Linked DNA regions of Hordeum vulgare: region 2 is linked to region 1. The links are chromatin contacts, called in public Hi-C maps. All regions are on one chromosome and are shown on one strand. Each heading gives the region's core, a stretch centred on a gene start, on an enhancer-like site or on the middle of the called end of the contact. The rest is flanking DNA. Distances are from core to core; before and after follow the strand shown. Region 1 holds the start of LOC123426396. Region 2 holds the start of LOC123426397 (sulfoquinovosyl transferase SQD2-like).

What was found. Hi-C and Micro-C count contacts between places; a contact is called where the count stands out from the background.
Region 2: a Hi-C map of seedling shows a contact between it and region 1, with 6 times the contacts expected there. The contact joins the promoter of LOC123426397 here to the promoter of LOC123426396 in region 1. A contact is called at or near these places in 4 of 6 Hi-C or Micro-C datasets (leaf and seedling).

Annotation. Positions count from the first base shown.
Region 1 is chr2H:392,860,521-392,867,549 of MorexV3_pseudomolecules_assembly, reverse strand. It overlaps LOC123426396, which reads left to right and starts at 4,073. Exons shown (of 5, transcript XM_045110228.1): 1 at 4,073-4,591; 2 at 4,668-4,783. The coding sequence starts at 4,112.
Region 2 is chr2H:393,260,907-393,267,935 of MorexV3_pseudomolecules_assembly, reverse strand. It overlaps LOC123426397 (sulfoquinovosyl transferase SQD2-like), which reads left to right and starts at 4,259. Exons shown (of 8, transcript XM_045110230.1): 1 at 4,259-5,150; 2 at 5,224-5,297; 3 at 5,589-5,644; 4 at 5,794-5,877; 5 at 5,960-6,047; 6 at 6,217-6,294; 7 at 6,502-6,558; 8 at 6,786-7,029. The coding sequence starts at 4,602.

The DNA.
Region 1 (7,029 bases), core at 2,824-5,323:
CAATAAAATTATTCAAGTGCAAAGCAGCAGCATCTCGAGCACCGGAGAATTGATCTTTCATAACAAGGTTCAGTAAAGCAGGTTTAATCTCATAAGAGGTCGCCTCATTGGCGGGAGCAGCAATAGGAGTGCAGATAAAGTCATTGTTGTTGTGACTAGTGAAGTCACACAACTTGGTGTTCTTAGAGGAACCCATAGCAGCAGCAAGAAGCAAGAACAAAGCAACTAATTTTTTTTGTGGTTTTTGGTATAAGACTCTAAAGCAAAAGCTAGAAAGCAAACTAACAAGACTAAAAAGCAAAGGTAAAGGATAGTGTGCAACTCCCTTATCTTGAAGACTGGAGTCCCCGGCAACGGCGCCAGAAATTTGCTTGATGACGAGTTGATGGATATACTTCTCGCCCCTTGTTGGTTACCCCAAGTGGAAGGTCGAGACGTAGTCAGCAGCAGATTTCCCTTACACGAGGACTGTAAGGTTTATCGAACCAGGAGGATTCCGAGGATCAACAAGTAGGTGTCCGCTGCTCTGGCACTAGCGGAAGACGTGGACCTGCACACACAACAAATAACCTTGCTCCCAACGATTTCAGAGAGGTTGTCGATCTCTCCGGCCTTGTAGTTTGCAAAGGATCAAACAGAAGCGGGAATAGCGATAGTGGTTGCAACAGAAAAGTAAATAAAAGCTGTAAATGGTGGAGGTGTAAATAATGGTGGTAATATGGACTAGAGTCCCATGATGTTCACTAGTGATGTCTCTCTCCTAAAAGACAATAAACAACTATGCTAGGTAAACAAATTACAGCTGGGCAATTGACAGAATTATAAACGCACCGCAATGCTAATCATGCTACAAGAAAGTTAGAGGCTCAAAAGTAATGGGCAATACGCCAAGACAAGTAGACCGTTTATCCATCAACATCCACTCTCTAATCATCCACCTTGAGATATCTATCCAGAAGATCTCGCTGGTATTAAGTTGCGAGCCCCACCCAAAGTGTAAACTCAAAGCAACGGATAACGACATTAATGAACTTTGCGTAAGGTAAACAATCCTTGCAACCATGGTCACAAGCACCGTTGTTTTCTCCCTGGTGGCAACAACACATCCCCTAGTCTCATGTTCCTGTCACTCAAGCTAGACATCAGGGGGCATGAACCCACAATCATGCAGAACGCTCCCTCTTGGAGTTAGAATCTACTACTCAGCCAAAGTAATGAAAAGCAACGGAGAACATGCATGAATTACTCAAGAACATAATATAAAAGGAGAACCAAATATATAACTCATCACAATATGAACATAATCTCATAATCTATCGGATCCCAGCAAACGCACCACAACAACATCACGTAAATTATATAGATGCCTTGATCATGTAGGGCAACTCACAAGGGCTAAGCATTGAAGCACAAGATTGGAGAGAAGACATCACATAACTACTGGTCATGGAGTCATGGTCCAAGGAGGACTACTCACGGCACGTCCGGGAAGCGTCCATGATGGTGGAGAAGCTCCCAGAGGTCAATCCTCCCTCCGACAGGGTGCCGGGAAGAGGTCTTCTAGCGCTCCCAATCTCGGAAGCGTTGTGGCCGCGGAACGGTGGAGAAATTCGCGATTTTGGATCTGTGCTCAGGGTTTCCCGTCCGAGGGGTAAATATAGGCCAAAGGAGGGGGCAGGGGGTGGACCAGCTGCCCAGGCGACCTGGTGGTGCGGCCAGGAGGGGGCCCGCGCCAGGTGGCTGCCTGGGTGAGGCCTGGCTCCCCTCTGGCCCACCTTGGTGCTTCGTGAAGCTTCCTTCATGCTGATTTTTATATATTTTTCTCAAGATTTTTGGGGCTCTAAAAATTGGGGTAAAATCCCTGCAATTAAAAGACATCAGTAGACAGAAACTGGCACTGGGTGCACTGAGTTAGTAGGTTAGTCCAAATATGTGTAAAAATGTATGAAAGTGTAGCAAAACATATGACAATGTCACCCAAAAGAGCAAGGAACAAACATAAATTATAGATACGTTTGGGGCGTATCACTCATCCACGTTCCCTCGGATGGCGTTGCCCGACTCGCCCCGCGCGTCAGCTTGCACCCCGATGCCCCACTTCTACGTCTACCCGCAGGCCTCCCGCCTCTCCGGGGAGTGCTCGCCGGAGGTGAGCATGGTGGTGCCTTCCACGCCCACGCCTGCGCCCATCGACCTCAATGCCACACCGGTGGCCGGTGGCTCGTCATCCGGAGGCGCGAGGAAACACGCGCGACAGATGCCAGCAGACATGCTGTCGGGTGTACGCAATCTGTTCGACGAAATGCCGGTCGCCGGCGACGAGGACTACATACATACTTGATCTTCGAGGGTGGTGCGTCGGCCGCTGGCTACGATCCCGACGAGACACAAAGTCAGGGCGACCGAGGGGCGTTCATGTCGTTCAACTTTAATCAAGACCAGGCGGCCTTCATGCGTGATCAGGTCGGCATGGACGTGGACGGCTTCCCACTCGACCACGAGTTTCCGGAGGACTACGAGCAAGAGGAAGAGGACGAGTGTGACATCGAAGGGGAGCCTTTGTTTGAGGACAAGCTCGCCAACCAAGCCGCCTGTGCGAAGCGGCCGAATCACAAGAGCAAGCGGACCAAGGCACACACGGCGGCTGAGGACAAGCTTCTTTGCGAGTGTTGGAGAGACATTGGGCAAGACCCCAAGACGTGCGCCAAACAAAAGCATTCAACGTTTTGGATTCGTGTCCACCGTGAGTTTCATGAGCGCAAGAAGTTTCCGCCGTACCAAATAGTAAGCACGCGCGGGTGGGTGTCTATTTTGAAGCGATGGAGGGTGATCCAACAAGTGTGCAACAAGATTTGTGCCACTCTTGAGAGCGTCAAGGCCCGTCCTGTGAGCGGCATCGACATGCAAGACATGGTATGCTAGCAAGGCGCCCTCTTTTGTGTCATCAAGTTTATGCTTGCGTGTTCATTTGCATACCATTTGCCAATATGCCTGCATGAAATACATTTGTAGGCATTTTAAGCTTTGGAGGCATTCAAGGTCCAACACAATGACAAGTGCTTCAACCTCTTCCATTGCTTTAGGGTCATCAAAGGCGAGGAGAAGTTCATGGCACAATATGCCGTCCTCAAGTCGCGTGGGGGAAGCAAGCCGTGGAGGAGGTTGGGCACGGTGAGCACGCACGGCCGCGGGGGAAGACCAACTCCAAGAAGGAGGACAAGCGGGATGCGGCGTCGAACGCCTTGATCGCAAGCGTGGAGGGCATAATGAGCAAGAAGGACTCAAGGGAGGAGGAGCGCCAGCGTTACAAACAAGAGCAAATGAACGCCTTCATGGAGATCCAAAGGAGGACACTTGAGATGAACACTGAGAAGCAAACCAAGATGCTTGAGATGGAGGGGAGAAACAAGCCAAGATGCTAGAGATTAAGGCCGGCAACGCCAAGGCCAAGGCAAAAGAAGTGACTCTCGCGAGCATGATGACCGGGGTGGAGATCATGAAGGTAGATCTCAACACCGTGTCGCCAAGGAAGAGGTCGTGGTTTGAGAAGATGCAAGCCAACATGCTCAAGTTCGACGAGGAGTGATCTATGACCGCGAGCCTTTTTTTGTATGCCGACACGTGTGCTGGCATGACCACGAGACCGCGATGGCGTGGTCGAACTTAAATTACATCCCTTTTTGTATGCTCGCATGTGTGTCGGCCGCTGGCGAGTGCGCCAACATGAACTGTATGGTGATTGTATGCCGGCGCTGGCAATGATGCTGGCATGATCTATGGTCTCTCGCATGATCTATGACCGCGGACCTTTTTTAAAAATTATGTACGGACATGAAATGGATCGACGCATTGAACGCACTGCTGATCCAAACTTAAAACAGGACGAACGTCGGACGGGCGATTGATCCAAACGGATACAAAAGCATACAAAAACATAATCCATTTGAGTCGGTCCATCTTAAGTTGCTTTAAGATAGAACGGATGAGGGCACGAGGAGGTTTCACCGGTGCCCATACGTGTGTTACCAAACCGGAGCGTTTGAACCTATGCCGAGAGGAAGTGTGCCTTGGCTGGTGGTCGTTTCCTTGTGCAGGGCGGAGATGGGTGGATATGGGGCCCAAAGTTGGACGGACGAGACGGAGAGGATGGATCGGGGCCACACCCCGAGGGGCGCAATTGCAATCAGTCGCTTGGAAAATATCTGCCTCCTCTCCACCCGGTCTGCGATTGATTTGGTTCTGGTCTCGTGGTTCCCCTCCCGTCTCCTGTCTCATCTCGCTCTCTCCTCCCCCAATCCTGTCTCCCACCAGATTCGAGCAAACCCTAGGATTCCCTCCTGCCTTTCTCCCGATGGGTGAGCCGCCAAGCCGAGATGGATCCTATTCCTCCTTCCCTAACTCCGACGACGACGAGCCGGAGACCTCCGGATCGGAACGAGGAGGAGGAGGAGGAGAGGATGCTCATCGCCCGCTGCCTCTCCGCCAGCAGCTCGTTGGGGCCTGCCGCGCCGACGACCGTCTCAGGCCCCTCCTCACCCTCAACGTGTCATGCTCCGCCGCCGAGAACCGCTTCATATCTCACCTCTCTCAGGTGACATTTCCTATCCCTGTGGTCGATAAGTGCCATCGATTGGTTCTCTTCTCACCTCATCGGGCGGGCGCTGCAGCACTTTGAGGTCTCGGAGGTGGGCATGCTGGCAAGGTGTCTCTGCGTTCCTCTCGTCTCTCTGCGCGTCGGCAAGGTCGATCGCCACGGCGCCCTCCTCTGCCCAACAACCATCAGGTAGCCACCCACAAATTTAACTTCAACCGGATTGCTTTTGCACCACAAATATACCAGCTACCAGAGGAACACGCACATGATGGCTTCTCTTTTAGATTGCCACCGTTGTGTGTCGCACACGTTGTCATGAAATGATTAATATTGTAGGGCATGTCTAGTTCTCTCGTTTGCTAACTGTCTAGCATGCCTGCTGCGTATGAAGCATGGATGCAGTCAGATAATTTTTATACCTGCCAGAGGACATTGTGTCTTCTGTCCGGACACTGAGCTTTTGCTGATGCTGACTTTTTTTTTTCTGAATTAAGTGCACCAAATAACAAAATTGTTAATCTGCCAGACAGAACGGAAATTTTAGAAGGAAATGTATCATCATGTAGTTGTTCTGGTGATTCTGGAAAATTACGTGTGTATCCGTGTGATGTGGTAAATATCGTGCACATTCTACATTCATTGCAGCCGTTATTCACTTAGAAATATGTTGGTGCAACATAAGTCGTCAAATTGTTGCATTTCATGTTACTCGAGTCTAGTCAGATATGCCAGTCTGGTTAAGTGATGAACCTTCTCTTAGTTGCATGGGAATAGTATGACATTCGAGTGTCATGATTCAGTAAGTTTCTCAATAATATCATTCCCAATCTATAACAAACTGAATATTCCTATTTCTGGTAGTCACCCTTTTCACGTCATTGTCACAGCCTAGTTAGGATTTTGTTCATACAGCTACTCTGCTGTGTTGCAGAATGCTGTAACATGTATTTCCTTCATGTTATTTTGTTCTTGCGATTATCTCTGCTATTTAAGCATTTTGTCCGGTTTCATTATTAACATGGCGTTTTTCTTGTTCTTGTACTTCATGACACCTGATAATTGCTTTTTGTGGAGAGGTGTTTTCAGCTATTCTGACCTCATTAAGAAGGATGTATCGTATGCTAGATTATTGATTCTAGGATTACATGTTTCATCTTATTAGTGATGGCATTGTTCATCTACCAAATAAATTATGTTTCCATTTGTAGGTAATTTGGGCATGTGTCATAATCTCTGATATATGAGGAAAGAGAAGGTAGTTTCCTTCATGCCTTACGGTATTATGTTACCTGCATTAATAATAACTAATCACACACATCACGATTGCAGTCTTAGATGAGATTGGATCAATAGGATTCTGGACTATTTGATGCTTTAGATGAAATTTTTATTGGTACTTCAAAGAGTTTGATATCTCATTTATTGATGTTTTCACATACTTCTGTGTTCCAGTTATCATGTGTATGTTTTGTGGTTGCAGTTAGCTTATCACAGGCTCCTCCAGTGTTGATTTATGCAGCAGTTTACTGTTTGTTTCACTGCAGACAGTTAGGGACATGTATCAATGTGTTCACACCAATGTTCATTCTAAAACCAGTTATCCTACCTATGCTTAATGAGCTGTTCCATCCAATATCTGTTTTATGTTTTATAGCCGTGTTTTTATCTTCCTCTCCACCCATGTTGTGTACTTAATGTACCCTGTCTATTCTTTGTTACATACGCCTTCCTTCAATTCACCATCGATGTTTTTATCGACATTTCTACCATCGGCAATCATTTCTCTCCATTTTTCAGTTCAAATTGATTGAGGTTTTCCCTTAAATGGAGGTCACTGACCATAATTGACTATGGATGGTTCGTATTACTTTGCCCTAATTTTTTGCAATATAATCATCCACTTATCGGAATTTATTGTAGACTTTGTGCAACTAAAATCATAACTTGCCTGTGCTATGATCTGGCACAACTTGTCTAAGGAGATTTAGTTTTTGATTTATCACCTGCGAAGGAAAAAACATTAGATGTTTCATGATTCTTTCGTACGAGTGATAAGGCAGTGCTGCAGCTTTTCTTGAAGAAACATTTGTCAAATACTGTAATTTGGTATTTGTATTCAGTGCTTTCACTTATTCCTATTAAAAGGCAAATCTGCTATTTTTCTTAAAAATCATCTTCAAGTACTGTATGTTGGTGGTTATTTTATGGTCTGCCTATGATATGGTGCTGAGGAACTTATATTCTACACTGCCCTCCAGTGTCTCTGGTGGAAACCTATATTTGAGCGCTTAAGTCTCTATGCTCTATCACTTATTCCTTAACTATGTGCTCATTTGCACGGCTATTCTTTGCATTCAAGAATGTCTATGTAATCTTCTTCTAGTATTTTCTATTGAAGTTCCTCTGTGATCTGATTTCATTTAGTTGGTTGAAAT
Region 2 (7,029 bases), core at 3,010-5,509, 400 kb before region 1:
TTGGTTGTATTGTAAGGTGTGAATTTGAGTAAGACTCAAAGCTCGACCATGGAAGAAGAAAGATAGAGCACGAAGGTCGTCCCCTATGCCTTAGCCATAGGCTCTATAGTATGACATGTTATGTGCCGCACTTGTAGTGTGTCGTGCCATGAGTCTGTCAAGGGGTACAAGAGTGGTCTAGGAGTGGATCACTGCACATCGGTCAAAATTTTCCTTAGTAACTAGAGGACTAGGGAAATGTTTCTATATTATGGAGGTGATAAAATAGTTCATCGTAAAGGGTTACGTCGATGCAAGCTTTAACACCAATCTAGATGACTATGAGTAGCAAACCGAATTCGTATAGTGGAGCAGTCATTTGGAATAATTCCAAGTGTAGTGTGGTAGAAGCAACTATAGTATAACATAGAGATTTCCAAAGTACACACGGATCTGAATGTTGCACACCCGTTGACTAAGACCTCTCTCACAAGAAAAACATGATCAAACCCCAAAACTCAATGGGTGTTAATCACATGGTGATGTGAACTAGATTATTTACTCTAGCGCAAGTGGGCGATTTTTGGAAATGTGCCCTAGAGGCGATAATAAAGTAGTTATTATTATATTTCCTTGTTCATCGTAATCGTTTATTATCCATGCTATAATTGTATTGATTGTAAACTCAAAGCATATGTGGATGCATAGACAACAAAGTGTCCCTAGTAAGCCTCTACTAGACTAGCTCGTTGATCAAAGATGGTTAAGGTTTCCTAGCCATAGATACGAGTTGTCATTTGATAATGAGATCACATCATTAGGAGACTGATGTGATGGACAAGACCCAAACTGTAAGCATAGCGTTTAATCCTATCAAGTTCACTCCTATTGCTTTCTGCATGTCAATGTATTTATTCCTATGACCATGAGATCATGCAACTCCCTAAGACCGGAGGAATGCCTTATGTGTATCAAACATCACAACGTAACTAGGTGACTATAAAGATGATCTACAGGTATCTCTGAGGGTGTTTGTGGAGTTGGCATGGATCAAGACTGAGATTTGTCACTCCGTATGACAGAGAGGCATCTTGGGGCCCACTTGGTAATACAACATCACAATAAGCTTGTGAGCAATGTGACTAAAGATTTAGTCATGTGATCTTGTATTATGGAACGAGTAAAGAGACTTGCCGGTAAAAAAATTGAACTAGGTATGGAGCTACCGACAACAGAATCTTGCGCAAGAAACATACCAATGGACAAAGGGAACTGCATACGGGATTAGCTGAATCGCTGACATCGTTGGTTCGACCGATATAGGCCTTCATAGAATATGTAGGAACTAGTATGATGATCACGTCCCGCTATTGGTTATTGACCGTAGAGGTGTCCCGGTCATGTCTACATAGTTCTCGAACCCGTAAGATCTACACACTTAACGTTCGATGATGATATAGACATGCTTGAGTTATTGTGTTGGTGACCAAAGGATTTTCAGAGTCCCGGATGAGATCTCGGACATGAAGAGGAGCTTTGGAATGGTCCGGAGGTGAATATTGATATATGGGAAGTTGGTATTCGACTTCCGGAAGATTTTCGAAAAGTTACCAGTTTTGTGAAGGAGGTTCCGGTGGTCCACTGGGTGGGTCCACCTGCCCTGGAGGGCCCTATGGGCGGTGACAGGTGGCGCACCGGCCCCTGGTGGGCTGGACACCCTCCAACGTGAAGGCCCATGCGGCCAAAGGGTTAGGGTAGCCAAGGTGGGGCGTCACCCCTTGCCTTGGGTGGCAAGGCTTCCCACCTTGGCCGCCATCCCTCCTAGGGGAAACCCTAGGCCGACCAACGCTCCACCCTCCCCCTATATATATGAGAGGAGAGGGAGGCAACCAACACACAAGTCCTTGGCGGCGCCCTCCCTCTATCCCTCGTAGTACTTCTTCACCGTCATGATCATGGTAGTGCTTAGCGAAGCCCTGCCGAAATCGTAGCACCACCACCGCCGTCACGCCGTCATGTTGCCGGAGAACTCAGATACTACTTCACCCACACTCGCTAGATCGAGGTGGTGAAGGCGTCATTGAGTTGTACGTGTGCTGAACACAGAGGTGTCGTCCATTCGGAACTTGATCGGGACGTTCGCAATTGGATCACAGGATGGATCGTGATTGGATCGCGAAGTCGTTCGACTACAGCAATCGCGTTTCTCAATGCTTCCTCTTATCGATCTACAAGGGTATGTAGATACACTCCTCCTCTCGTAGCTGTTGATCTTCATAGATGATCTTGGTGAGCATAGGAATTTGTTTTGTTTCTGATGTGACGTGCCGCCCAGGATGCAGGCCACCCTGCGAGGCTCTTGGCAGCCCCGATGTTCTCAGCAGGAGGGGCTTTGTTGGCGGGTGGTGGGGCAGTGTTGGACTGAGGGTCATCCTGCCACGGCTGGTTGTGCCAGCCCTAACAAGTGTCACCATAGTTGTTACCCCATCAGCCACCTCCGCGCCCGCTGCCACTCTCCTGGTGGCCTCCATGGCAACCGGCGCGGCCCTCACGGAGCTGCGTGAGCTCGTGGCAACCTTCGGTGTTGTCGGAGTTCACGTTGTGGTAGGCGCGGAAGGGCTTCTTGGGCGCTTCGTTGCGGTCGCGATGTGCTGCTGCTCGGGCTCCGCCTTGAGCATGACAGGGCCCTTGTGCTTTGAGTCCTTGTCCTTGGGCTTCACCGTGCCAGGCTCGGTGCGAGGGCCGTCGCAGAGGAAAAGGCGCCCTTCCTCGGCCATGGCGCATCGGTCGCCGAGGAGGAAGAGCTCTGCCGCAGAGTCAAGATCGTCCCTGCCGGAGAGCTTCCCACACATCTTCACATCGGTGATACTCTTGGTGAAGGCGGAGACGATGGTGGCATCGGAGGCCCTCGGGATCCTATTGCGCACCTGGCTAAAGTGATGGATGAACTTGCGGAGGGGCTCGTTAGGGCACTGGCGCACGACCCGCGGGTCGTTGAGCGTGAGGAGGTGGTCGCTCGTGCCCGCAAAGTTAGCGACAAACTGCTTGCATAGGTCCTCCCGTGAAGAGATGGACGCCTCATGGAGGTTCTGGAGCCATGCGCGTGCTGCGTCCTTGAGGGTCACGGGGAGCTAGTTTTCCATGACCTGGTCGTCGTCCTTTGTGGCCTGGATGCTGATGCTATAAAGCACGAGGAACTCCATGAGGTTGGCGCTGCTGTCGTAGCAAGGAGGAAGCTTCGGCTTGAACTTGTCAGGCCACACCATGCAGCACAGCTCGAGGGTGAGGGCCAAGTAGGCCCCGGTGGTGGAGACACCTCCGTTGAGGGCCGCGCAATTCTGGTGCCCATCAATGGCGACGTCCTGGAGAACACGGTCCTCGCGGTTGGGCGCCCTCTCGTGACCCGCATGCGCGTCTTGGGGCGCGTGGTGGATGATTTGGCAATTCTCGTCGTCGACCGCCGGTGCCATCGGCCCGTGGGGTGGCTTCGCCGTGCGCGTCGGAGGAAGAGGAGGAGGCGGAGCCTCGTGCTCGGCTTGGTCGACATGTGACGGTGGAGGGAGCATGGAGCGGGAGGGCGCCGGACCATCATGGCCCAAGGTGGTGTGCGCGGTGTCGACGAGCTCGGTGAAGCGCTCGAGCCAGGCCTCGTAGCCGTCGTTGGCGGGGCGATAGCGCAGAAGCTTCTGGGTCATGAGCAGTGCGACGTGCGGACTAGGAGGGTTACGACGCGCGAGCGAGGAGACGACGGTAGAGTAGTCACGTGCTTGGTCGTTCACAGACGGGTGGACGGAGGAGGCCAAGCGCTCCCCAACAGGCTCTGTGGCGGCCCGGGGCGCCGCCCGGGAGTGCCAAGGGCGGCAGGCACGACAGGTGCCCTAGACCCGGGGTATCACGGTCCGTCTGCCTCTTTTGAGCCAGCCTACGCGTTGTTCTTCGGGCCAACGACAGACGGGCCATGATACCCCAGGTCTCATTGAGCCGACACTCTTTAAGTTTACTTGTAATCTTGGAGTAGGTAGATATGTTTGGTGGGACAATCCTCATGATCCAAACGTTGTACCTATGTCTATTGTTGCTAATGAATAAAACGGCGAGATTTTTTTTAGAAAAAAACCTCCAAAAAAAGTCTTGTGTTGGCAGAAAAAAAAGGGAGAACCAGTCGCATGTTTGGTGAGTGGCTAGCACTTGGGAGCTGATTGGCTGGAATCGGATAATGCGATATCTCGTGGAACTCGGGGCCCAAATGTTCCCCGAGATTTGGCCTTTTCGATCCCTCAATCAAACCGCAAAGAGTGGAAGAGCGATACAGCGCGTGCGTGTGTGTAGAGATGCGGTCGCTCAGTCATGGCTTGATGCCTTGATCAATTCGATTTGGCATTCGAATATGCTCGTCTCGTGTGGTGCGTTCGAAACTTCGAATATGCGAGTGCGTCAAAGGCCAAGGCCAAGGCCAAGAGGGAACCCCTGACTTGCGTCCACTCCCCTCTCCAGCTCCAAGCTCCAGCTCTGCTTTCTTCGCCTCGCCCCAGTGAGCGAGTAACCTCAATCGATTCGATTCGATTCAACCAAAGCAAACGAGTATCGGAAAAGGATTAAATTGCTGCAAGGACGAGGCAAGGATGGCGAGGGCGGCGCCCATCCTCGCCGTGTCCAAGCCGTCTCCTCTCCCTCTAATCGCTCCGTCGTCACGCCAACGGGCTGGCTCCCTTCGCCTGCATCGCCGCCACCTCCTCCTCCCATTCTCGCCGTCGTCGTCATGCAGCACCAGCACCAGTGCCTCTTCCTCCTCCTCCTCGTCGCCGGTCTTGCTGCGGGACGACGAGCTGGACCACCAGGAGGAGCCCCCGCCCGCTTCGGAAGCCGACTCGCGGCCCCGCCGCATCGCGCTCTTCGTTGAGCCCTCCCCCTTCGCCTACGTCTCCGGCTACAAGAACCGCTTCCAGAACTTCATCAAGTACCTCCGCGAGATGGGCGACGAGGTCATCGTCATCACCACCCACGAGGGCGTCCCCGACGAGTTCCACGGCGCCAAGCTCATCGGATCCTGGAGCTTCCCTTGCCCCTGGTATCAGAAGGTCCCGCTCTCGCTTGCCCTCAGCCCCAGAATCATTGGAGAAGTCGCTAGGTTCAAGCCCGACATTATCCACGCCTCTTCCCCTGGAATCATGGTATGCTACTAACCAATCTCCTTTCTGTATTTCGACAATAATGGAGATTTCATATTTTTCCTTAAATTCCCAGGTATTCGGCGCCCTAATCATCGCAAAATTGCTATGCGTCCCTCTAGTAATGTCCTACCACACCCATGTTCCAATGTGAGTTGACTAACCTTCCCCTTTGACAAATTTACAACTCATGCACACCCATTTCCAAAACACAAGGAGATTTTATGCCAGCAACAGAACTGCAACTTGAACAAAACTGAAAATATATCTTCTCTTATCTAGGCCAACACAGCTAGACCATTTAATTAATCTTCAGCTCCTAGCAGAAAAACACCATCCACGATGTTATGTGCATTTCGTGAATGATATCTATAATCCAAGGAATTATGGGTTAATTTATCCAGCTAGAGAGGCGACCTGATCCTTGTTTATCTATGACAGTTATATTCCCAGGTATACATTCAGCTGGCTTGTCAAGCCCATGTGGCTAGTTATAAGTAAGTTTTCTCTTATGTACCGTACACTAATGTGAGAAGTTTTTGCAGTCTGCAAAAACGTCTTACATTAGTGTACAGAGGGAGTACTTCACAAATGTATAACCTCTCTTGCCAGACTAGCCAGCTGATACAATCTTCGCTTGATATAGAATTCTTGCACCGAGCTGCGGATCTCACACTGGTACCATCAGCCGCTATTGGCAGGGACCTTAAAGCAGCCCGTGTTACAGCAGGTTTGCGCAAACATACATACTACTCCATGCTATCACTTTTTTCCAAGGTCCAACATCTTCCTCTCACGGTGCATGTTTCCAGCCAATAAGATACGCCTTTGGAACAAGGGCGTGGATTCAGAAAGCTTCCATCCTCGTTTCCGTAATCAGGAAATGCGGTCAATGCTAACGTATGTAATCTAGTTTGCTCAGCTGGTCCATTTGTGATGCAGTTTTAATGATGCTAATGGGTTCTTGCCTCGCCGAGTATGTCAAGGAAACTGCAGAATGAGTCGATATGATCAGATATATCTTTCACGTGACTAACTGTGTTGCTTGTATGCTTCTTCTATATGACAGGAACGGTGAACCAGAGAAGCCACTGATAATCTATGTTGGACGCTTAGGAGTTGAGAAAAGCTTGGATTTTCATAAGAGGTGAGCTCATGACGTTTCTGATTTTTAACGCTGCAGTGCAAAGTGAAAGGTGTGTGTGATCGAAACCTTACCTGCTGCTCATGCCCCCTTATTGTTACCATAATGTTTTATTGACATAATTTAATCTTGATCTTTTTATCTAGCTAATTCATATCCTGCGTTCACCAAGTGTCACTCACTGCTGACATCGGATTCTGTTTTTTCCAGAGTCATGGACCGACTTCCAGGAGCAAGAATTGCATTCATTGGAGATGGCCCATTCAGGTGTGGATCGTTATATCATAGAAACTAGTTAATTTCTTCCTTCAGTAGAAAAAGGCACAGTGTAGTTGATTTGACTGTTGAAATTGCTAACTACTGATCTATTCTCCAAAGTGACTCTTGCATATTGTCATGAAACTTGCTTCTTCTTTTATGTAATAAGAGACTGAAATCCTCTTGTAAGAAGAGTACACACTGTTGCCATGCTTAAAATGTGCCTTCTACTGCAGGCCTGAACTTGAAGAGATGTTTTCAGGAATGCCTGCAGTGTTCACAGGGACATTGCAAGGGGAAGAACTGTCACAGGCCTATGCCAGTGGGGATGTGTTTGTGATGCCTTCTGAATCAGAGACGCTGGGTTTTGTTGTGTTGGAGGCAATGTCATCGGGAGTTCCGGTGGTCGCTGCTCGAGCTGGAGGCATACCTGACATTATTCCTGAGGACCAGGAAGGAAAGACCAGCTTTCTGTACACA